7 separate regions of the Mus musculus genome follow, and all the other regions are linked to region 4. Evidence: chromatin contacts called from public HiCAR-type and promoter capture Hi-C data. All regions are on one chromosome and are shown on one strand. The core of a region is the stretch at or near the end of the contact, and the rest is flanking DNA. Distances in the headings are between cores, read along the strand shown.

Region 1 (3,367 bases), core at 703-3,202, 2.1 Mb after region 4:
AGTCATAAATGGGGATCGGAGGAGAGGCACATGAACAGGAAACAAAGTCACGAATACTGTGGATTGTACACCCTCAGCCTGACCCTAGAAGAGGCCCTTTGAAACCAGTCTCACTGACCAAGGACCCACAGACGATCTCTCCAGGACCCATTCTCCCCGTCCCCATACAACAAGAAACTACAGAAACGTGCACCTGGCAGAAAGCGTCCGGTCGCCACAATGCTAGATACACAGCGCTTCTTACTGGAGAACCGTCCAGAACCAGCCTGGGCATCCACAAGCACCTGGGTGGAACCAGGGGCAGCAGGACCCCAGTTTCTGCAGGACAGTCAAGACTCATAATACTTCATTTAAAACATTTTTTTTTCTTCCTATGCTGCCTAGCCTGCCCTCCTTGCGCAGGTGCTGACTGAGACCTCAGGGCTCCTGGGCACTCACCAAAGCCAGTCCCTGGCTGAATAGCTTCCTCTGTTGGAGGGAGTTCTGGGGTGGGAAATGGACCACCACACACACACACACACACACGTTCCAAAAGAACACCTCAGGACTGCTGACAGGGATCGGTGGGGGAGGGGAGAAGAAATCCATATCTGGAAATTGTCCCCAGGAAACCAGGACCAGGGGGAAAGTTCTGGAATTAAGGGTGAGAGCCCAGGAGGGAAAAGGAAACAGAGGAACCTGGTGTAATTTAGGGTGGGGAAGCTCTATCATTCATTCAACAAACACCTACTCTCAGACAACCTCGTGACAGGTACCAACCTCCCTACTACAACGCAATCACAAAAGGACAAGGAGGAGAGAGACCTATTATTGAGTACTGACTCCTATGATTTACAGTTATGTCTCAAGACCTAAGGCAAAAGTCTTCTTCATCATAAAAGTCACACCAAGAGGAGGAGGATGGTAGGTGCAAACACTGGACCAAATTCCTGCCCTGGTAAACTGTACTCACATGGTGGCCAATACCCATCTCTCCATCAACTCCACAGCAGCCCAGTCCTGAAAATAATGCAGTATCCACCAAGCGCTCCCACGGCTACCCAGCCCCCGTGGCCTCTTGCAAACACTGTGCCTCAGCAGCCCGCTGCGTGCAATGGGCAGCTTCCTGGAGAGGCATGGCTAGCAAAGCAAAGGGTCCCAAAGGACCAACCCTGCCAAAAGGCAAGTGCCAAGAAGGCAGGCGCTCTCTGTCCTGGCGCGGGGTAACCAATGGCTTATCCATGCCGCAGGACAGGACGATGAGCCCAGAACAGCCGCTGACTACAGAGATCTGAGCTAGTAGGGTCCACCTGAGGGTTGCTAAAATGATTTCCCGGACGTCAATCCTTAAACCTTCAAAAACCAACACAAGGCTAAAGAAGGGCAAATCAAATCCACAACTGCGCACTGCGGGGGGGAAACTTACCTCCAGGTGAAAGAGCGGCTGGGAGATGGAAAGACAACCCACGGATGATGGAGACCAGGTCGAGAGTCTTCTAAATCCAGTTGATAAGCACCAAGTAATCCACGTTAGGGGAACCCCAACCCTTTACCCCACTGTCCATCCAGCGCCCAAAGCCAAAGTGCGGCCACCACGCCGCGGCCCCGCGTGGGTAGCGCGGAGATTACGCGCTTCGCCTCCCAGGCGGCTGCCGCGCTATCTCCAGGAGCGGACCGGCGCCAAGAGCAGCGGGCGGAGGCCACCGAGGGCTCTGACCCGTGCATCCCGCCTCCTCGTACAGCTCTGCGCCTTTCTTCTATGAGCATCGCCAACGCAAACACACAATCCGCGCTAGGAGAAACCCCTATGGCGAATCCAGACTATCCTAATAGAAGCCTCGGGTTTGTAGTCGGGCAAGGATCCTGTGGTACAGGGAGGACGCTCGCCAGGCAGCAAAGCCCTGGAGGCGCAGAACCACAGCGTACAGCCCGAAACAGAAGAAGTGAACACTTTCTGCGCCACCACTGAGCTCTGCGAGCCGTTGGGCCATTCCAGCCTTTTTTATAGAGACGGGTTTGCGGGTGGGCACGGCCAGAGGGCGGAGTAAAGTGGTCGATTGGCCGAATGGTATCCTGGGAGTTGTAGTTTTGTCTTCTTACTCCTTCCGCTCATGGAGAATATTGGCAAAGGGTAGACTCACCACAGCTACCTCCCTTCGCAAACTTTGTAACGAAGAGATTCCATTCTGTTCTGGAATTTATCTCTTCTTCTAGAAGTTATCTCGTTGCCTTAGTTTCTTTTCCGTTGCTGTGATAAAATACTGTCAAAAGCAACTGACACTAAACAGCCACTTAATTTTTGACAAAGGAGACAAAGTCATACATTGGATTGCATATTTTCACCTTGTAAATAAATCAACTCAAGGCTGCATGAAAACAAAAAGCTGTGGAAAGCAAAGGAACCTGTAGAGTTAAGTGACAGCCCACAGAAGGGGGAAATCTGTGCCAGCTACAAGGGGTTACTATCTAGAATTTGCAAAGAAACGCAGACATTAAATACCAAAGAGGTAAAACTGCCAATCAAGAAACGGGCAGCTGAACTGAATTGACAGAGAGAGAGAGAGAGAGAGAGAGAGAGAGAGAGAGAGAGAGAGAGGAAAGCCAAGAGGAAAGGGAACTCAGATGGATAATAAAGGAAATGCAAAATAAAACTCTGATGAGATCTGTCCCACCCCAGTGAGAATTACTGTTGTCGACAAGTCTGTCAGGACACATTGGAGAAGCTGGGCAGAGGGAGTAGCCCTTACTCACTGTTGGTGGGAGGGGGAGTTAATTCAGCCAGTGTTCAGGTAGATCAGTTGGGAGATTTCTCGAAAAGTTGAAAATAGAGCTGCCCATATGACCCAAAATTTTACTCCTGGGTATATACCCAGAGAAGTCCATATCCTACCATAGAGTTTTTTGCACACACACACACATACACATACACACACACACATACACATACACACACACACATACACACACACATACACACACACACACACACACACACACACACACATACACACACACACACACACACACACACACACACACACACACACACGGTGTTTATTGATGCTTTATTTGCTACAGCAAAAAACCCAGCCTCAATCAAGATGTCAATCAGCAGATAAATGGATAATGAGAATCTGGTATGTATACAAAATGAAATACTATTCAGCTCTTAGGGAAAACTGAAATTTCAAAATTTTTGCAGGAAAATGGATGGGCTTAGAGTGGATAATATTAAGCAAGGTCATATAATCTCAGAAAGAAAAAGCCGTGCCATCTGCTTCATATGAGGAACCTAGCCAAAGCTCTGTGTATACACGTAAACAAGTACACGTGGGCACAGAATAACGTGAAGAAAAGAGAACAAGAAAGCCCAAAATATAACGGAAAG
Region 2 (3,347 bases), core at 305-2,804, 2.6 Mb after region 4:
GGAACCCCAGTCCCATGAAATAACTGTTTCAGGGAGAAGCCTTGCAAAACAATGATTACATTCATAACCAAAGAATGCAAGGAACAAGACTCAGGGCTGAGGAGATGGCCCAGCCACGGAAGACCCCTGTTAGTCCTACAGAGGACTGGGGTTTTGTTCCCAGCCCTCCTCTGAGTCTACGTTGACACTAGACACGCACGTCGTGATGTACATACATATACACAGGCAAACCACTCATACACATAAAATAAAATAAGTAAAATCATTTATGAGAGAAAATAAAAAAGCAAGCCTACGATCCACCTTCTTTAAGCCTGAGACGACTACGGAATAAAGAGCCGCGAGCCTGAATAGACTTAGATAAATAAATGAGTCTCTCTAAATCCGTTCTCTGTTCTCCACCAGAGAAATGAAAAAGTACAACTTAGCGTAGATGTAGATAGATCGTCAAGCATCTTATTAGGAGACTTTCCAGTAAGAAATAAAGCCAGCCTTCTTCATTCTGAGGTAAGGCGTCCCAACTTACTTCTTCCCAGACGGAAAATAAGGAGAAAAGAAACTTCATCTGGATCGGGCCTAAAGCCCCGAGGGGCCGCCCGCCTAGTGAGGGTTGAGAGTAACTCGTGGTGTTAGCCACCTCCCTGCTCCCAGCCAACTGGCCCCTCATCCAAACTGTTTAGAATCCTGCCTGCTAATGCTACAACCGAGAGTGGGTCACCACCCACCCGGGTCCATCAGATGAGGGAGGGCACAGCGCTGCGGTCTGCCCTAAGCCCTCCCAGCTGCAGGGGTTAAGCCCAACCCCCGCCTTTCTCCTGACCTTGGGGCGCCAGCAGCTCCCCGCCCCCGAAGCATCCCGTCCCCTCTCCGAGGCGCCTCGCTCGAAGGGAGCCATCTCTTCCAGATCGGCCATCCCTCCCATCCCCCTACCACCACCGCCCGCCTCAATTTAGGAAGGACCACACCGTCCGTCTCGTCGGGCCGAACAAACCTCATTCCGAAGCGGAAAGGGCAGAAGACGAAGAAAACAAGGAAAAGACGGAGAAGGGGCAGCCCTGGATTCCAGAGCGTCGCCTCCCTGGCTGCCCACGGGGTCCAAGTGTCAGAGGCGGCGCCACCTTCTCCCCTCCGCCTCCTCCGACCGCAGAGCAGCGCAGCCCAGAGCCTCGCACCACCACCCCGCCGGCTCCGTCCGCCCCTCGGCTCCAGAGCGCACATCCTCGGCCGAGGGGCCGCGGAGAAAGCGGGTTCCCCCCTTCCCTCACCTGGGGCGGAGGCGCTCGCTCATGGCAGCTGGTGAAGGCGAGCGACGCGGCGCCGCCCCGCGCCGACAGCGAACAGTCGGAGCTGTGTCCCGGCGCCCGCCACGCCCACCCGCACGGGTCTGAGCTCTGACCGCCGCCGCGCGGGTGGTTGCTGCGGGCGCTGAGTCCCCCTCGGGCCGACCCGGACCACAGCCACTTCCGGTGTCGCCTCCGCGCCTCCCCATGTCGCAGGCGCCGTGGTACTGTCCTCCTGCGGCTGCGCGGAGGCGGGACGCCGGCCGCGCTTTCCCATCACCGCGCACGCAGGAAGAGGCGGGTCCCAGAGGGAAGACTGACCGGGAACTTCCAGGACCCCCGTTTAGGTGTCCGGGGCAGCCGCCTGTTCAAAAACAAAACAGGACACGACGTAAAAGTCAAGCCAGATTTTAGATAAATTACATTATTTGACGATCATTGATACTTGTCTCTGCGTTAAGCCTCTCTAAGGTGAAAATTTTAAAAAGAACCAGACGAGCTCCATCAGGCACAGACGCGGACGGCCACAGGCTCAGGGGTCCTCTGGTTGGGAAGGTGTTGGTGGGCTCCGGGTTCTAAGAGTGTGCGGCGTGGAACTTCGCGTCTCCGAACGGTGCGGAGCCCGTTCCATGGAGTAGCTAAGGGCTGGGCTATTTTTCCGCGACCTTTGTTGCAGGTCAAGAGAGGAGTGCGGAACAGGCGAACGGGATAACGGAGTTCCGTACCGGGAAGGGCCACGCCCACCTGCTGGAAGAGGCCGGACCGAGAGGTGTGGGGGAGACCGGCAGGCGTGGGAACGCGGCGGTGTGGACGGAGCTGCCTCGCGGCTGGCGAGGTGAGCTTGATCAGTGGCGAATCGCGAGGTCCCTGCCCGCCGTGAGTTGCGCACACCTGTCATCCCCATTCTTGGGAGGAGAAGCTGCAAGACCAGGAGGTCAGAATCATCCTCGACTGTGTAACAAGTTCGAAGCCAGCCTGGGCTACTTGAGACCTTGTCTCCCATGTGATCTCACCACCACCACCAGAATACGTGTACTCTAAGACTTGGGGAAGTCTTAACTTTGGTTGTCAGACGCATTCCCTTTTCTCTGTCAGGAGCATAATCCAGTTCTTTGTCTAGGACTCAGTACTATCAGCTCCCCACCTTACACAAACTGATATTCAGAGTTTCTGCCAAACGTGAACAGTGATCCATAAGCATGGGGGTCTTTAGGAGAGTCGACAAGAGGTCAGGCAGGAAAACGAAACCCCTGTTAAAGTGTAGGGTGTAGAGTCTGGCGTAGTAATGCACGCCTTTTAATCCCACTACTCAGGAGGCAGAGCAAGCTGATCTATGTGAGTTCAAGGCCATCCTGGTCTACCTAGTGAGAGTTCCAGGGAAGACAAGGCTACCAGGTAAGACCCCATCATCTCAAAAAAGTCTACCGTTAAAACTGGAAAGTCCAACCGGGCGGCGGTGGCGCGCGCCTTTAATCCCAACACTTGGGAGGCAGAGGCAGGCGGATTTCTGAGGTCAAGGCCAGCCTGGTCTACGGAGTGAGTTCCAGGACAGCCAGGGCTACACAGAGAAACCCTGTCTCCAAAACAAAACAAACAAAAAAACTGGAAAGCCCATGTATTGTCTTTGTCGTGTGCCCTTCAGTGCGGCAGTGCATTCTCACTAACAGAAGACTTATGGTGCACTCGGTGGGAAACAGTTTGGGTGTGCCTTTTATGAACGATAAAGTAATGGTTGCTTTAAACAAATGGATTTTTATCTTGTAAAGTGGTTTCAGACTCAGGGTTTGGGGGGTTTGTTTGTTTTTTATTTTTTTTAATCTATTTACTGGCCAGGAGGTATTTTCAGTCACGGTATTAAATAGTTATAGTAAACATGTTTATTCGTTCAACAAATGTCACATACCAGCGTCAGTGGTAGAGGTGTGTCTGCGTGGGCATTGATGGAGAGACAATCTCCCTGTGTAGTCCAGGCTGCCATTAAACCACCTTAGCTTCCTCAGAGCATTCAGGGGTACACAATATGCTTTGTGGTAGTAGATTTTGAGAATGGAGTCATCCCCAGGAGAG
Region 3 (3,434 bases), core at 706-3,205, 2.6 Mb after region 4:
GGAGGGGAGAGAGGCACACAACCGGACCGGACAAAATCAATAATTGTTCTAGATGACCTTTTCTGCTCTCAAGGTCAAAGTGTTCAGATCTCACGGGGCCCAGCTGCAAAAGAGATAGGCATGCCCTGGTTTCATCTATCCATTGGGGCTGAGCCTGGCAGACCTGACTCTGAGAGAGCTGAGGGAAGACTTCCCAAGTGCACGGAGGGTGGATTTTATTGTGTGTGCTCAGCATGTTAAGAGCATACAGAAATGATCCCCACGTTGTTTGGGAAAGGATTATTTAGCTGATAAGGACAGCCTGCTTTTTTGCTGGTGGTGTTGATATGGAACCAAAAGTACAGAAACCAAAAAAACCTGTACACTGCCCCCTGGGGGTCACCTTGTGTATGAGAGAAGGAACTACTGAGAACCAGGGGTTCCTGTTTTTGAATGAGCTATTTTGCTAGACAATACACAAACTGCAGCAACAGGTGACGAACTTTTACAAGGTCTCATGACACTCGAAGAGAGCCGAGCTCAGAATGGACACTTCCTGGCTCTTCATCCTTCTCTGTTCCCGGAAGGGTTTTTAACTAGAGGGGGCAATAGGCATTGTAACAACTGTGTCTCAGGGAGGAGGAGGCCTGAGCTCACTCAGGGCCCCTTCTTTCCCCCAGGGCCACTCCCCTCGTTCTGAGAGCTGCACTATTCAACCCTTCAACCCCGCCCATAAAAAAACCTAAAGACAAGCCAACCCACACAACACTAGGACCCGACAACCACTGCTTCAATCTCCATCAAGTCCACAGAGCCCACACATCTCGTAGAGATGGTGCCAGTGAGCGACACTCTGACTTACAAGAATTCCGGGCTGCTTTTACCTGCTGCCTGGCTCCCTGTCAAAACTCACCGCACATACACAACTCCTGGATTTATGCTTTTCCCCGATGAACCCGCAAGCAGATCAAAAACAGGATGGCTGCATCAGGACCCACAGAGAAAGCTAATCGGGGGGGGGGGGGTTTGTTTTCTGATTTTTCATGTTCTAGAAACCACCAGGGTGCACTCACTGTCTCTGTCTGTCTGTCTGTCTCTGCCCCTCTCTCTCTCCTCTCTCTCCCCTCTCTCTCCTCTCTCTCTCCTCTCTCTCTCTCTCTCTCTCTCTCTCTCTCTCTGGGGGAGTGTTAAGAGGTGAAGGAAGGGAGGCTACAGGATTGATTATGACTTATTAAACTATTGGAACATCGGCTGAATCATCACAGTCAAAAAATAAATAGCTGCAACTTGATGCGACACATCTCCCACTTCTTGTGAGTCCCTCCTTGCTCCCGCAGAGCGCCACAGCGCGCGTAGGCGGAACGGTTGGGCTGGGGCTGGGTCAGACCAGCAAGCAGTGACTGACGGGCTAAATTAAAGCTAGAAGAGACTGCATGGCCCGGGGCCTCCAGTTGGGAGAGCGGTGGAGCCCGCGGAGCCTGCTGGCTGCAGGAACTGAAGCCAGGTGCCCCGCGCTTGCACACCTGCAGGCGCCTGCACGGGAGACACGCTTGCTGCTGTCACCCCTTTTTCCTCTGCCCTTAGCCTGACTCTGCAACCTGTGCCCTGTTCCCGGGACTGGACCGTGGTAGGCACGGCTTTGCAAACTTGAGAACACGTCTTAAAGGTCCCGGAGCTAGTCTAGGTCACCCAAGTCGCCGCACCAGCTGCCTGGAATTTGTTGGGTAAAACCAGACCGAGTCACTGAAATCGGAAAGAAAGCCACGCGCGCCCTCATAGGGAGGAGTCGTGGAGACACTGACATCGCTTCACCATCCAACAGCATCAAGGTCTGCTGTCTTATCCTGGGCCACCCGCAGGTTTTCTCCACTCTGCTCACCGGGTCCAACAGGACCCGGCAGGCGGAGCCAAGCTGCCGTGACGTCACGGGCGGGGGCGTGGGGAAGTGTGCCCAGGGGCTGCCACCCGCCCGGGCCACTGCTAGCGGCGCAGCCACCGGCGCGCTCGCGAGGCCACCGGCGCCTGGAGCACCAGTCCGCGGCTGGGCGTCAATGATCTACAGGCCAAGCTAGCTCTCTCGGGGCCCGGGCAAGCTCTCTCAGACGCCAGAAGGGCCAGCACGAGCCAGCCAAGGAAGCTGGGAGCCCCGGGAGCCACTGCTGAGCGCCAAACACCCGCTAAGCCTGCTGTGCTCCTGGACGCCCAGCTGGGTAAAAGAACAGCTTCTGGGTGCTAGAGAACACAGGGAAGCGAGTGCTCGAGGAAAACCAAGGTGAGGGGTGCCAGTGTGCATACGCGTGTGTCACCGTGAGATGGAGGGAGGGACAAGCACACTTTGGGCACCTGCATGCATCTGTTCTGGGGATAGACCGCCGATCCCGGCGACCTGCACGTTGGTCCCGGCGCGCAAATTCTCTGTTTTTGTGCCTTTGGAGGTGACAGGTGGATGAAAGATGCATATCGTGGTGTCTGGGGTGGAAAGGTAGTGTGTTCTGGGACGGATTTGTTCTCAAAGAAAATGCCCAAGTACCGTGGCGTGTGCCCTGCGTGTCCGATGGGGACAACTTGTTTCCTAGCCACCTGCGAAACAGCCCTGGTCCGAGGAAAGAGACACCAGCTAAAGGAGAAGGGACATGCCAAGTGCCACCACAGGGTCCACAGTCTGAGACCTAAGTTAGGGAGGGACAGTGATGGGGACGTCACCGAAAAAGAAGGAAAGCAGATTCTTCAGGGCTCTTTATCGCCCTGATGGGGAGGCAGCCCAAATTCGTCTGCGGTCAGGTCCCCCTCCCTCCCCCCCCCCCCCACCCGCCGCCCTCAGGCAGAGAATCTGTCTAGATTGGAGAGAACCAGCTACTGAATGGTCAGGTCCCCAAGCGACTGTCAGCGCTCCTAGCTGCCCCTGGCACCTCAGTCCCCTCTGCGTTTCGAAGCTGGACATTGCAGGCACCGCAATCCACTCTCCCTCAGTCTGCCTAGAAACGGTAAAGATCCCTTAGGGAACACGTTGTTTCCAGAGTCAGCGAGTTATGACCCTAAATATTTTCCTCACACTAACTCCATCGTCCTGAGCCTCGCTTATCTACCTTCGCCCCAATGGCGAGGGGCACTCTAGCATCGTGGTGGGCTACACAGGGCTGCTGCAAGTTCCAACCTCAGATTCTTGGAGGGGTGTGTGTGTGTGTGTGTGTGTGTGTGTGTGTGTGTGTGTGTGTAGGTGTCTGGTAGGCTTGGAGATGGGGAGGTCTTGAGGGCTCACAACAGAAAGATGCTGGAAAGAAACTAAACCCACCTGTCCCTCCTCTAGTTGTGGAGCAGTCTGTGGGAGGGAAAGAGGGGGTTCCTGAGTGGAAACCCTTCTTTCCATCGGAGCCAGGGGACGCCACCCACCAAGCTACAGGCCAGTATTTAGCAGCAAAGCAGAGAGCCTGACTTCCCAGGGCATTTAATTTAAG
Region 4 (3,352 bases), core at 844-3,343:
AGTCTGTGGTAAACAGAAAGACTAGAGTTATTACTTTATCTACCTCTACAGCAAAACTTACACAACCAAACAAAACCATAGGATATTGTGTTCATTTCTTTAATGATCTTCCCGCTCTATGAAGCTGTCTTGGCCTGGTGCTTATTCATTTTACTAAGAGTGAACTATTTAAGTAAAACAACTGTAAACTAGAAAATACTTCCTTTCTCTGGGTAGCTGGGCTATTTCTAACAGAGATCCTAACCTGTGGGGGCAGGGGTGGGGGTGTTCCTATAGTTTGGAAAACTCTTCACCATCTACTTAGGCAGTGAGTCACAACACAGAAGAAAGAAAGGAAGAAAAAAAAATCAATGAGCTGTTAACTCCTTTTCTATGCCTTGGTCAAGGAAGAGTTAACGTTTTCCGTCTCTGGATTCATTTCGCTTCAGGCTACAACCTGGGTTCTAATATAGTCATCTTTGCAGATTTAACCCAAGCTATTTATAAATAATATATGACTTAATATATGATAAAGAAGACTTTCCTTGTGGGAAAAAATATCCCATTATACAAGGGCTTAAATGGCAACCCTCAGTATTGGGGCTTGATGGGGATTCAGCCTCAGCAAATGAAATGCCATTTGGATATCAAAAGAGTCCCAGGGCTTTCATGATCCATTCTGCACCCTCTTAAGTGTATTGCTCATGCTAGGAAAAGAGGCAGGCTTCTTAAGGTAAAATGAAAATCTATGCACATTTCACCAGCACCTCCTAGGGGCCAAGTGCGGATGTGGGACTAGGAGGTGGGTATCCACTCAGCAGCTCAGAACGGCTCCTTTCAACACTCGTACACATAAAAGTGTGCCCTGCTCCTACCACCTAGAACGCGAAATATTTTGTAGAGGTTGTTTGGTGACTCAAGGCAGTCTTTACGGGCTTAAGTTAAAGGTAGGCAGATGCTTTGGGGTGCTTGAAGCATATTCATTAAACCGGACTGCAAAACTCCGTGGAAGATAAAAGACTCCTAAACGCATCATGTCATTTTAAAAGCAAAGCTTCGCTACGATACCAATGTACTCAGAGATAACATGCACCTGCTTTACACACTCAGTGGAGAATTCATTTATAAATTGTCAGGATGCAGGTGCTAACCGAGGCTGGTTTTTGAAGGTCTGCAGTACTCTTGCCTGGTTGCTGGGAAGGAGGACGGGGAGGCGCTGGAGCGAGGGCAGAGCTGAGAGTCTGTAGGAGTTGCTGTTCCAGAGAATTCATTACTCTCTAATTGTTCTGGTTTTACATGAGCAGAGCTTGCCGGGCGGTGGTGGAGAGAAAGATCGAGGGCGAGGGCGGACAAGGCGAAAGGAACCAGCGGCTCCCTCCCTTCCCCCACACATCCCAGAGAAGTCTAGGCGCATTTTTTTTCTTTTTTTTTTTTTTGTAAGTAATTCACCATCATTTGCGAGGAGAAACGGCCCAGTCAGACAAGCAATCGCTAGCACATCTAAATTTTGCAGGGTATTGAGTGCGGGTCCCGGGACCCTTTCCAGGTTTAATTTAAGGATTATCCGCAAGCTGCAGTTGAGTGCTCTGTGGGTTTCCACAGTCTACAGGCTGGAAAAGGGCTGGAGGGAGACGCACCCCAGTGGTTATTTATTCCCTCCCTGCTGTAGACGTCTTTCCCAGGCACTGACACCTCTCGGGCCCTTATACAGGAACACGTACAGCCGGCCTCCACTGTGGAAAGAAACCGGGAAGTGTGGGTCTCACAGAACCCAGTAGGAAGCTTTGCCCAAGGCCAGGCTGCAATTAGGCAGCCGCATGGAGGCTGAGCTTCCCACCTGTTGCTGTACCCTCTGGGCCGCGACTTCCTCCTCCTCAGCCCAGAGCTGGACTCTCAGACCAGGCTAGGCAGCTGGAGGAGGTAGAGGAAGCCACAGCAGGTTCCGAGGCTGGCAGAGCCAGGGTCCGCGGGTGTAGAGATCCTCCTCCTCCTCCTCCTGATGGCGGTTCCCGGGGCGGGGGAAGCGCAGCCACGTGCGCTCCGATTGGCCAACAGTGGGCAGAGGGCGGAGCCAACAAGGCCGGTTATCACAAGGACCGCCTCCAGGCTATCGCAGAGCGCACTGGAGCCCTGGCCAGCGCGCAGCCTTCCCAGCACCGGCAAGCAGTGTCTTGGGAATTCTCACTTGCTTCGGCTCATTCTCTTTCACAAAAACCACTGGATCTTACATGCTTCTGTAATCCCCACTTCCACTCCATGTCCCCATGATCCTGTACCAGCAACAGGTAAGGGCTTCTGTGTTTTCTTCCTGTTCTCTTCTGGGTTGTCTGTGTGTGTCCAGGGCAATGAACTTGCTCCACAGTCCTCTACCCTACAGCTCCGGCTGCTCCGGAGGTGCCCAGTTGTCAGGCTGCTGTTAATGCTTTCCTCCCGCAAGCTTTGGAGTCCCGGCTCATTGCCTATATAGTTTGTGTGCGCACCAGAACATCCTCAGAGCTAAAAATACTGAGACACGCTTGGAAGAGTTGAGCAATAGAAACAGATTTCTCTGCAGCATCTGTTTGTGCTCATAACTTCCAATGCACCAGCTGTAGGGAGATATTGGGTTTAGAGTCAAGCGCGAGCCTGGCGTGGATTCTTCCTCTTATTGCGGGTGAGAGGGAGGAAGAGAAGGAGACTGGGGCTTGATCGGACCAAGAGACTTAGCACTTAATCTAGATCCTTGGTGTTTGGGGAGGGGGAGTCCTTGCTACAGATACAGCACAAAATTCCAGAGTGAGCTTCTCAAGTCTCAAAGTTCCTTTGCTGAGAAAAAAAGGAAAAAAGTAGCAGCCAGAGTTGGATTTTAGCTTCAAGACCGCAAAACTTTCCCATCCGATGTCGGTCTCCCCTAAGTACTTTGCTATTCTTAGTAATAATGGTGTAAATTCCTCATTTGAAGACAGTGTGGTTTAAGGGAAGCAATGATCGAAGCAACTTGATTCAGGGAGGAAAACGACTGCATCATAACTAGTACTCCTATGACAGTTGAGGGAAAAACCAAGTTAGGAAATGGGTAGTCGCACGTCCGTCTGCTTCAGTCTGTCAGTGGAGATTTGGATGAGGTTATCCATTCTAGAGATTTTCACAAACTCCGAAGATACCTGGCAGTAAATAAAGGCATTGCTTGAAAACCTGTTTTGGTTAAGCACAGAAGAGAATTAATATATCTCCTTTAATCATTTGTTGTCTTTTCCTATTAATAATTAATAGGCAGTCGTATTTCCTCTTGGAAACCAGCTCTGTAGGTGCACTGTGAGCTACCATTACACTTGTCTTTCTCTTCTTACCCACATCTAAGGGTTTTATTTTTATTTTCATTACATAGTTGAGT
Region 5 (3,200 bases), core at 475-2,974, 2.6 Mb after region 4:
GGTGTTAGCTTACTAACTCTTGGGGAACTGGAAGCTTGAGGAATAAGTGTTAGGCTCCCAGGGCAAGCTACAGACCACGGTTCTGATTTTCAGAGAAAATGGATGTATTGATAACACAGTGAGCTGCTGGGCAGGATGTGCAACTAAGCTGAAGAGACAGGAGCAAAGAGAGGGCGAACATTCCTAATCCAAGGTATACCACAGGGTGATCCAACCTGCAGATACCCATCACCAGCGCTGGCACCTGAAACTACAGCTGCAGCCACTGTCCCTGCCAGTCCTGCACACTAGGTGTTGTGGGTGAGACCTAGCCTCTACAAGGCTGAAATCCCTGCACCAGGGCATCGCTGCCTTCAAAGGCCCAAGAAGGTCTTGTGGACCAGTCCCAGGCCCCAGGCTGGCACAGTAGGTGCAAGAAGTCCTGGGGAAAGTTTCTGCCTGACAGAGAAGCGCTTCCAAACACGGAAGACAGATTCTGCAGGCTCAGAAGCAAAACAGCACCAAAGCAGCCGGTAGCGCGGGACTATAGAAAGGACTGCACGTCACCGCTGCGCCACCAGGGGGCGCGCTGTGCTGGGGGAACTCTGACGCGTAGGCGGTATCTCAAGCCAAGTGGCTTGAGTTCTGAGTTAACCCCCTTCCCCGAGGTAAGTAAAATTCCCTGGGCTTCAGTTGTGCATAGAGCAGGGACTCTTCTTGCTGGAATGTCGTAAGTAAACCCCCTTATTTAGATATCAATCTATTGCTGTGACATTTGCCTCGAAGTAGTGGCAGTGGTGAACGGGAGAGAAAACCCAGAGGCTGTCTGTGGTACAGGGCTGCTGAACACACAATACTGTTTTCTCTGTGTTAACATAGGAAAGAATTCTTCAGCAAACTTTTCCAAAACGAAGGGCCCTGAACGGACTTATGAACAGCAAGCCAGAACGTCCAGGTTTTCTTACTGGGTCAATCTCAGGATGTCCAATCCTCTGGCATCATGGACTCCCCATCGTTCTCCACCACAGGAGGCCTGTAACAGGGAAACCCATTTTGTGGCCACTAAACAATATTTAAATAAAATAGAAGACCCAGGTAACAAGGTGGACCACAGCCGTCACTCAGATCTCCAGCTGCCAAGTCCTAAGGGAAGAGTCCCAAGGCCCAGTCCTGGTTGCTGTGATGGTCTATCGAAGGCAAAAGCGTGCATGCATGTAAGACCGACAGCAACACGACCATACGTGCATCTTTACCATAATGAACCCCACGGTGAAGCTCTTCCCTCCCCAGGAAAGGGTTTGGGTGCGACGCAAGGGGCTCCGGGCCACTAAGACTTTGACCACCAAGTACAACCTTAACTATTTCGCTTCTCTAAGGAAACGAGCGCTCAGGGTAGGCGAGATGGCACAGCAGGCAAAGGCGATTGCCGCCAAAGCCGATAAAATTCCATCTAAAATTCTATACTGAGATCCTCATGGCAGGAGTGAGCCTCCTGCAACTTATGACCTCCGCGCGCATCTGTTTCTGTCGCACGTACTCCACCTACATAGGGTGAGAATGGGGAGGAAGAGGGAAGGAAGGAAGAGTGAAGGAGAGAGAAGGGAGATTGTAACAGTAAAAAATAAGCTCTGGAGAGCAGCACTGCCACCGAGGCTCAGTCCCTGGGACCACCGAGGCTCCCGACCTGGCGGAAGCACTTCCGCCCCCATCCATGATGGCGGGAGGGCGGGGCGGGGCTGGCAGGCGGAAGCGGCCGGCGGATCCCTGGCTTAGCACCATGGCGGCCGCGACCGCCTCCTCCGCGCTCAAGCGGCTGGATCTGCGCGATCCCAACGCGCTCTTCGAGACTCATGGAGCGGAGGAGATCCGCGGGCTGGAGCGCCAGGTCCGAGCCGAGATCGAACACAAGAAGGAGGAGCTGCGGCAGATGGTGGGCGAGCGGTACCGCGACCTGATCGAGGCGGCGGACACCATCGGCCAGATGCGCCGCTGCGCCGAGGGCCTGGTGGACGCCGTGCAGGCCACCGATCAATACTGCGCCCGCCTCCGCCAGGCCGGCTCCGTGGCGCCCCGGGTCCCACGGGCCCCGCAGGTCAGTCCGGGATCCGAACCCGCCACGTCCCTCCGCCCCCGCCGCCCGGCGGACCCCACCCCTCACCTTCCGCCGGAGGAGCCCGCCCCTCGCCGCCGCGGGCTACCGGGAGGCGTCTGCGGGCCTTCCTCGGGACGCTGGTCCGCTGCCGAAAAGCCAGCCGGCCTTTTGCTCCGGGAGCCTTCCCGGACTTCCGGACGATTCCCTCGCCTCCCGTGGGTTCGCTGCGCTCTCCTTCCCTTTTAACTGAAAACGCCAGGGGTCTCTCGACTGTCAGATCTCTCCCGTTAGCTCACACCTTCCTGTCAAAGTCATTCATTCATTCCCCATCCCACCCTGAGCCCGACCGAGCCTGGAGAATTGGGGGAGGGTAGCCTCAGCCGTCAGACCCTCCCCCTTTTAATAGGTGAGCAGTTTCATTTCAGGCTGGTTTAAAAAACTCAGGGTATCCTGATGTCCTCCCATGAAACGTTTAAGACCCGATGCGGATCGAATTCTGACATTGGGTGTTGGCTTAGGAATGAGCAGAGGGCGCCGAGGGTAAATAGTTTTTAACCTAGGAGAACTTACTGTAACAGAAGAAGAAATTACAAAAGCACACTAGCCCACATGTGGAGCCAGCTTTCTTGCGCTACTTAGGTGTCAGAAAATCCAAGCCAAAAAAACTAGGGCAGTATAATGAACGTGGGCAAAGAAGGTTGGAACTTTGTCAGCCTGTCACTCCCTAAGCTACACATTAAGTACAGCCCCCTTCCCAAATGGACAGACTTAGCTGGCTAGCTTCAACTATGTAAGCCCAGTCTTAGAAATGGATTGATTTTCATGGTTATGGCTGGTGCATTTCTGGGGGAATGCCCTCTCCGTTCAAATCATAAACAGGAGCCTCCCAAGATGTTCTTGAAGTTTACATTCTAATTAAAGAAAGAAATTCTTGGGAAATTGAATTTTTAAAATATGAATAATTTAGAATGGCAGTAGAAAATAGTTTAGCATAAAGGTGATTAATCGCCACATGTCCATTTAATGTAATAGTTCGGAAGGAAGGAGTGAGTTAGGTGTGGCTCCTCCCCAGTAAGGACAACTGAGATTTGGAACATTGACGTCTCTGGCCAGCTATGCTGCTGTAACA
Region 6 (3,689 bases), core at 1,075-3,574, 2.7 Mb after region 4:
GAACTCGAAAGCAGGCATATGCGAGCCACAAACTGAGGGGGGAAAGGAGGGTTCAAAAGAGAGGGAGACAGGAGCCCCCCCCCCAAAATGGAAGAAGTGCTCAGAGGAACAGCACGAGCATACAGACAGCATGAGCAAAGGGTCCTGCAAACCCCGAGAAGTTACCAGAGGGGCCGAGACACCCCCACATCAATACTGCTTTGGGAGCAGGCTCGCTTTAGCATCCAGCTCCTTAAAGTCCGCGCTAAGATCGATCACCAGGAGCTGAGAAGCTCTCCTCCCGCCCGTATCTCCCAAGGTTCCACTCAGTGGGAAATAGTTAAGGGGCAAAGTCCCTGTTCACAGAGGAGATAAACCACATTAATCAGTAGTCACATACAGGCAGCTGATCAGGGCTGGTAGCACATGGTCCCTCCCACACTCAGCCCTGTATCAGCTCCCTGACATGCATAGTAGCTTCCCGGTCTCTAGTGATGCCCCACTATTGCCAACTGCCCTTGGGCTGCCCAGAGGCCTGGCTCTGCTCCAGCACGTCCCTCCAACCCCACCTCCCCAGTTCTGGGAGAAACCTGTAGCTAAGGTTCCCCATGCTGTGGGCCCTGTTCTTTGTTCTTTAAAATTCACTCCATCCCACTGGTGGTCCCCCCCTCCTCCAGCCAGGCCTCAGAAAGGGGCGGGAGAGGCTGCTGCAGGCGTTACTGGAAACCCAGACAGGGCAAAGAAGTTGCAAGGCAGAGGCCCCCTGCCAGGGGCCTCTCATTGTTTATGCTCCCCAGATCTCGGGTCCAGATGGTTGCTGGGGGTAAGGATGAAAAGTATCCCAACCGCTCCAGCGAGAATGGACAAGAGGTTTCAAAGTAAAGACACCCACAAGGAAGCTTTCCTCATTCAACGGCTCAACTACCTGGGCAAAGAATGGGAGCTGTCGGCCCAGGGAGAGACGTGGGAGCCGGTCAGATTGCAAGAGGTGAGACTGTTGGAGGGTGGGTGAAGGGGGGGGAGGGAGAAGTTCCCAGCCAAGAAGAAAAGAGAAAGCATTGTATTTCCTTTTCATTCTCCCCGGGAGAAAAAGAAAACTTCCGAAGCCCAGGCCGCAGTATTTCATTGGGCAAACACAAGGAACCTGGTTTGAGTTAACAGAGAGGGAGCGCCCCTCCCCCCGCAGGCACACACGCAAGTCCTACGGTCTGTTCCCAGGAAGCTCAACCGCCATCCACCCCGCCAGTCTAGGACACTCACCCACAGCAACCAGGGGTCCCCCAAAGGGGAAAGGCAGCTCCAGCAGACGACGCCACAGACACAGGAGGGCAGATTTGTTCCTCCGGCTGGGGGCGCTCCAGGAATGGGGAGGAGCCAGAGATCAGGATCGCAGCCTTCAACGTCCCAAGCCAGCGGTTAAATCATTAACCAACCGCTACCTACTCGCCCCTGAAAAAGCCTCGAGCCCCATGCTTCGGACGTACCGGGCGCGCGCGCAGGTCCCCCCGCGTAAAGCCTCGTCCCAGGTTTCTAAGGGACCGCCAGCTCGGCCCAGCCCCACCCTGCGCCTCTTGCGGCCTTGGCCTCCAAGTCTTCCAAGGGAGGCGGGCGGGGCGGGAGAAGGAAGGGCTCCGACGGGCGGGGAGTATTTGCTCTTTAGGCTATTGCCTTCCAGCCGGCTCTTGCCCTCCTTTCTCCCCGGCCGGGCGACACCGGGTGGCGCCTAAAGCAGTGTGTGTACACGGGAGAGCACGCGTACACCCCTCTACCACTACCGACGAACTCAGCGGTTATTCATGGAGAAGTCTGTGCGCACACGCCCCCCTCGGGGCGACCGCCGCCGATTGTTGTGTGCCTGCCCACGGCAACACACACCCCATTCCTGCGCGAGGGGGTGGACCTTTAAAACCTGCCCACTCACCCCACCCCGAACAGTCCCCGTGGCCAGATCGGGGCGTACTGGCGACGCTGAGCCCTGTTGTTACCCCCTCCTCCGCAAATGATTTTCTGGGACACGGTATGTGACTCTGGGTCTGGTCCCAGGCATGCCTACCCACGCTGGGCACAGAGGGGTGTGTTTGTGTGCGCGCGCGCCCTGCTCCTAGGTCCTCATCTTCCCCATCCCCGGGTCTTTCTACCTTCTCCACGTCACCAGGGGTCTCGAGCCTACCCAGGCCTCACGCGGCCACTGGGCCACAAACGGATGCTCGTCGCCTACCTCGGTCCCCAGCTCCCCGAGCGCGGACCAGGTGCGGCTGTACGCTCCCCTCGGTGTGCTTGGCGCCTCGGCAAGGCTGGCGACCCATGGCAGCGCCGGCGTTTGTTTCCTCTGGCTCCCGGGGCTCCGAGTGTGCTAGAAGCTAGGACACTCCCCTCCCAGGCTCCTCCCAGCCCTCCCTCCCATTTCCCTCCGCGCTGATGTCACTCCGTCGCAGCAGCCAATGACTGCCACGGAACTCAACTCGGCTGCTTGGCCTCCCAGGTTCAAATCTAAAAGCCTGAGACGCCCCCCACAAGCTCCTAGTAGGGTAGACAGAGCAGGTCTTGCTTTGAGGAGTCGCGCCCCACAGCCCCCAGTGCTCTGCCGCGGAACCGACGTGCGGTCCGCAGAAACAGGAGCACATCCCCTCCCCAGGAACCAAGGGGAAGCTCTCTCTTGGCTCTTCCAGTTTTGAACAATGGTAAGAAAACAACTCCCTCCAGGACGTTACCCACTTCTGGACCACGAGCAGGAGCTTGGGCTCCGTGGATTCCCTCTCCATCTGGAGGGCGGGAGAAGCAGGTCCGCCCGAGTCCAGACCCGGTCTGAGCAGTGGAGGAACTTTTCAGCAAGGTGACCTGGCTTTGATAGCTCTGTCTGGTGATCATGGGCTCTTAAGTACCCTCCCAGGGAACCTCCCGGAATTAAATCCCGCGTGCTTGGGTAGAGGAAGCCCCACCTATGAATGATCATTAAAAGCAATAAAAGCCAGGGGCGAAATAGTCAATAAAGAGGAAACGGAGCCAACCCAAAGTGAAAGTTCCCTAACTACTTAAAGGAAGTGGGGGTGGGGTGGTGTAGGCCTCAGCCTCCTTTTTCCCCAGAGTTGCCTCACGGTCCCTCAGCTCCTTCACTGTCCTCTGGAAACCCTGTCTCTCAGGATCCCACCCCATCCCCGACCTCTCCCCCATCTCCCCGTCTATCCATGAAAACTTCAAACTGTCCATATTGTGTGAAAATCAAACCTAAAAGGTCAGTGTCGCTGGGCAGTGGTGGTGCACGCCTTTAATCCCAGCACTCAGGAGGCAGAGGCAGGCAGATTTCTGAGTTCGAGGCCAGCCTGGTCTACAAAGTGAGTGCCAGGGCTATACAGAGAAACAACCCTGTCTCAAAAAACCAAAAAAAAAAAAAAAAAAAAAAAAAAAAGTTCAGTGTCTGGTCTAGGGGTCCAGTTCCGGCTGCGGAGCACGAGGCTGGTTCAATTCAAGCCCAGCACCACCACCAACCAAAAGAGATGTCAAAATTAGTGAAACTAAAACACGGGGTCCAAAGTAACTTGGGATGGGGATATCCCTGGGGTTCTGACCGTGATTGGGTTACCATGGGGAATTTATACCTCCTCCCCCTACTCTGACTGTCCTTGTATGGGTCCCTCACCTGGAGGTTGTCAAGATGAAAGAGAAATGTGGTTTAGAATAGACAACAGTGTCGGAGTCAGGTCTGTGGGTCA
Region 7 (3,569 bases), core at 785-3,284, 2.6 Mb before region 4:
CAGCCCAAATGGGTGGCCTGATCCACCCAGCTGCAACAGCAAAAAAAAAAACGATCCTCTATAAGCAACCCAAAGTACCTCATGCCATTAACCAGTTCTCTGAGGCCCTGGGCTGCCGAACAGCTACCCAGCTTCTTAAGGCTACCCACACGTGTAGGGCAGAGATGAAGCAGAAGAAGCAGCGAAGGCTGCCAGCGGCCAGTGCTGCGAAGAAAGCTGTTGGCAGAGGAGACCACCTGCTCTTCTAGCAGGAGCCAAAAAGGTAGAGAATAAGAAAGCTCCACTCTTGGTGATTGCACACAATGTAGATGCTACTGAGCTGTTGGTTGTCCTGCCTGCCCTGTGTCACAAGGTGGGGATTCCGTGCAGCAGCATCAAAGAGAAGGCCAAGCTGGGGTGGCTGGCCCACAGCAAGGCACGCACCACTGTGGCCTGCACCCAGATTAACTCGTGAGACAAAAGATAAGCTGGTAGAAGCTATCAGGACCAATGACAAAGCCAGGTACAAGGAGATCTGCCACCACTGGGTGACCTATGGTTCCCATTTTCAAGCTGGAAAAGAACTTGCCACTGAACTAGGTTAATTGTACACTGCTAAGTTTTCTGTCCATAAATATAGATTTAAAGTCATCCTTCAAAATGTACAATATAGTTATGGCCCATAGTCACCACGTTGAATGGTGACTTTAGTCCTCTTGAATTTCTTTCTTCTACTTGGAAGTCTGTATCCTTTGATCAGTAAGTGCACCTCTTCCAAGTGGTCTCTGACTCGTCTCATTTCTGCATACGTGGGTTTTACAATCTGATTCTTAGTACCAACGATCTGGATTGTGGGACAATCGCTCAGCTGCGAGTGTGCTCAAATAATGCTTTTGGAAACCAAATATTCTTGAAAGCATTCTTTCTTCTGTAGTACAAATTGCCTCTGAAATAATGAACAATTGCTGTCTCTTCCAGGGAGGTGGATTCCAAAGTGCACCTTGAAAGAACGTAGTCTTCTTCTGGAAGCTGAAAACAGCTAATTGCAAACAAGCGACTCCTCTACTTTCCTTATGTAAACTTGAAAAGATGCTTCAAGCTGTGCTTCAATTGAGGTTTGGCACCACACTGAGTGCATCGCAAAGACTCTGCAGAGGGATTCTATTGTGAACTTAGGTGAAAAGCAGCGGCACACTGCATTTCATTGAAGGGAGTGTTTTTTACAATTTAAATTTTGTTTCTGTTGGTATTTTAAATTATCCAGTTCAGAGCTTCCAGAAACGTAAAAGATCAAAGAACACCAGTACACAGCAAAGTTGACCGCCCGAGGTCCACCAGACTTCCTGGGAAGCGCAAAAATACATTTTCTCCCCTACTTGATGGTACTATTCTGTACAGAGTGTTAAACAGAAAGCTTTTAAATTTCAGTTCAGGATCTTGCAGGGTTAGTGTTTTCAGACTTATGATGGTTCTAAATAACAAATGTAAATATCCTGCTCGTTGTTTTGAATAATTCACCTCTGGAGTGTGAACTAACAAGGGTAAATTTTCATGCTTCGGACTTACTCAACGGTGATGTCTGTTCAAACGACAGGCTTTTCTGCCAATTACTGTCCAGTAGTTCCATCACTTTTGAGTTTTTCTTGTTCTTTCTCCTCAATCTTTAAAGTGCTCACAAGCGACTGAGTAAGAAGTCAGGAAGATGCAGCATCCACTGTATAGTCCAGGGATCACAGAAGATTAAGCCTGGAAACTAACCGTTCTGGGGAGATGGGCTAAAACCACGAGCTCGGCGCCTGCGCAGTAGACTAGACAGTTACCATAGCAACGGAGCTGCTTGCTGGCGCCATTTCTCGGAGGGTGGGGAAACAGTGAGGAGGGAAGTCTCCGCCCTTAGCATGCGAACTGCCCGAAGGGCGGAAATTCCCGCCCCCTCGGACTTGAGGAGCAGTGACAGACCTAACCCGGAGCGTCGCCATGGCAACAGAGTTGAATGCCAGCCGCAGCTCGAGGGGGCGGGACAGGCGAGTTTGCTAGTCCCGCCCCCGGTTTGCTGGACGGCCCGCAAGGATTTGAAACCGTTTGGCTGTGGCGGCTGGGCGTCGGCGGCCGAGTGGACGGCTTGCTTGTTGGGGCGCCAGGTTCTCTCTCTCTTGTTTCTCCCATCGACAATCCCCACCCGCCTCCTACTCCCAGGTTCTGAGTGGAATTTTGCGCGGGATGGAGCCCCCGCGCGTGCGGGTTGGCCCGGGGAGGGGCGTCGCCCGCAGGCCCGGGACCCGCGCTTGCGGCCTGTGTGGCGCGCGCGCCGGCGGGGTCAGCAGCCGAGCGACGGCCAGGGAAAAGTTCTCAGGAAAGTTTGGGCAGGCGGCATGGCGGGACCCAGAACCCCGAGGTAGGGGGCTTGCGGTTGTGAGAAGAGGTCTGTGTCCTGGAGCAGGTAGGAGAGCGGCCCGGGCCTGGGTGGGCCACACAGGCGCCGCTCCCGGTGCCCACTCGGGCGGAGGAAGTGACCGCCAGGAACCGGACCGCTGCAGTTCTTAGGTGCTGTCAGATCAGTCAGAGGAGGAGAATCAGACTGCAGGCCGACTCCGAGAAAGTCCTGATGAACAGTGAACTTGCAAGGACCCAGACTGGAGTCCCTGCCCTTTGGGGACCCAGCCTGGAGTCCTTGCCCTTTGTGGGGACATAGAGTGTAGTGATCCAGAGAGCAAATAAATAGGACCGCTGACCTTTGTTTCATCTTCGAGACAGAGTGGAATTCACAGAGATCCACCTGCCTCTGCCTCCTGAGTACCCCCCCCCCCATCAGTATGCTGGTATTTTTATGATTTGCATTTCCTATTTAAAGATACATGAAAGTAAGATAGAAAAGGCAATCAAAATGCCAGTGAACCTCATTACACAGCGACCACCTCTCCAATGCCCAGCAAAGCGGAGAGGAGGATAATTGTGCAGTATTCAGGTCCAGGATTGTCTCTTGGATTTGGGTCAGGTCCTGCACACTGTTAAGCCCCAGCTTCAGGCCTGTAAAGGACAATGGGAACTGTTCCTGTCAAGTTAGGTGCATTTGATGACATGCCGGGATACAGTTATGACACTCATAGTCTTGACCTCAGATATTTTCAGGAACTGTCCAACTTGTTTTAAAGAGAGTCTCTCACTTGGACCTGGGCTCCCTGATTAAGCTTAGCTGGCAGCCCAGTGTCTTCTGGGAAGGCTTCTGTCCCCCCTTCCTTCAAAAAAGGCAAAACAACCAAAACCCCCAAATGTGCCCGGGTAACCCTTGTTGATTTGTTGGCGTTTCAGGGCTTCTGTGTTATTCTTCACAATATACTCAACATATAATCTGATGGAACAAAAAGCATTTACACAACTTTCAGGAATAGATTGCGCTTGGCGAGGGGCATGCTCTGCATATGAAGTGTGTCTCTCCTTTTTAAGGATGTTACTATTGCTGGCTTGCTTGAGGTTTGCTGACTTCTGTGGCAGCCAGGAACCCTAAGAAGGTCTTAGCCCATTTCATATTTCATAGCTGTCCACAAAGAAATGGATTTTTTTTAAAGGCGAGACTAATGAGTTAAATAAAA

Evidence for each region. Promoter capture Hi-C pulls out the DNA fragments that hold promoters and counts their contacts. HiCAR-type assays count read pairs that join an accessible place to other places.
Region 1: a HiCAR-type map of astrocytes shows a contact between it and region 4, with 9 times the contacts expected there. The contact joins the promoter of 2610035D17Rik here to the promoter of Kcnj2 in region 4. A contact is called at or near these places in 1 of 39 promoter capture datasets (hippocampal neurons) and 2 of 115 datasets of contacts at active chromatin or transcription factors (astrocytes and embryonic forebrain).
Region 2: a contact with region 4 is called in a promoter capture Hi-C map of hippocampal neurons, with 5 times the contacts expected there. The contact joins the promoter of Fam104a here to the promoter of Kcnj2 in region 4. A contact is called at or near these places in 4 of 39 promoter capture datasets (embryonic stem cells, hippocampal neurons, liver and 1 more) and 1 of 115 datasets of contacts at active chromatin or transcription factors (pro-B cells).
Region 3: a contact with region 4 is called in a HiCAR-type map of astrocytes, with 5 times the contacts expected there. The contact joins the promoter of Sstr2 here to the promoter of Kcnj2 in region 4. A contact is called at or near these places in 3 of 39 promoter capture datasets (hippocampal neurons, liver and pre-B cells), 1 of 115 datasets of contacts at active chromatin or transcription factors (astrocytes) and 1 of 9 other capture datasets (embryonic stem cells).
Region 5: a contact with region 4 is called in a promoter capture Hi-C map of hippocampal neurons, with 7 times the contacts expected there. The contact joins the promoter of Cog1 here to the promoter of Kcnj2 in region 4. A contact is called at or near these places in 4 of 39 promoter capture datasets (the C10 cell line, hippocampal neurons, liver and 1 more).
Region 6: a promoter capture Hi-C map of pre-B cells shows a contact between it and region 4, with 4 times the contacts expected there. The contact joins the promoter of Cdc42ep4 here to the promoter of Kcnj2 in region 4. A contact is called at or near these places in 2 of 39 promoter capture datasets (liver and pre-B cells).
Region 7: a contact with region 4 is called in a promoter capture Hi-C map of liver, with 2.9 times the contacts expected there. The contact joins the promoter of Cep112 here to the promoter of Kcnj2 in region 4. A contact is called at or near these places in 2 of 39 promoter capture datasets (liver and pre-B cells) and 1 of 115 datasets of contacts at active chromatin or transcription factors (astrocytes).

What each region holds. Positions count from the first base shown.
Region 1 is chr11:113,199,886-113,203,252 of GRCm38.p6, forward strand. 2610035D17Rik (RIKEN cDNA 2610035D17 gene) reads right to left here and starts at 1,953. Exons shown (of 3, transcript NR_015556.2): 1 at 1,406-1,953.
Region 2 is chr11:113,682,597-113,685,943 of GRCm38.p6, forward strand. Fam104a (family with sequence similarity 104, member A) reads right to left here and starts at 1,555. Exons shown (of 3, transcript NM_138598.5): 1 at 1,266-1,555. The coding sequence starts at 1,489. D11Wsu47e (DNA segment, Chr 11, Wayne State University 47, expressed) reads left to right here and starts at 1,838. Exons shown (of 5, transcript NM_001361593.1): 1 at 1,838-2,115.
Region 3 is chr11:113,617,372-113,620,805 of GRCm38.p6, forward strand. Sstr2 (somatostatin receptor 2) reads left to right here and starts at 1,956. Exons shown (of 2, transcript NM_001042606.3): 1 at 1,956-2,251. It also overlaps a transcript of Slc39a11 not described here.
Region 4 is chr11:111,064,071-111,067,422 of GRCm38.p6, forward strand. Kcnj2 (potassium inwardly-rectifying channel, subfamily J, member 2) reads left to right here and starts at 2,094. Exons shown (of 2, transcript NM_008425.4): 1 at 2,094-2,264.
Region 5 is chr11:113,647,805-113,651,004 of GRCm38.p6, forward strand. It overlaps Cog1 (component of oligomeric golgi complex 1), which reads left to right and starts at 1,725. Exons shown (of 14, transcript NM_013581.3): 1 at 1,725-2,071. The coding sequence starts at 1,757. It also overlaps a transcript of Slc39a11 not described here.
Region 6 is chr11:113,749,491-113,753,179 of GRCm38.p6, forward strand. It overlaps Cdc42ep4 (CDC42 effector protein (Rho GTPase binding) 4), which reads right to left and starts at 2,325. Exons shown (of 2, transcript NM_001163346.1): 1 at 2,198-2,325.
Region 7 is chr11:108,423,232-108,426,800 of GRCm38.p6, forward strand. It overlaps Cep112 (centrosomal protein 112), which reads left to right and starts at 2,035. Exons shown (of 27, transcript NM_001373899.1): 1 at 2,035-2,120.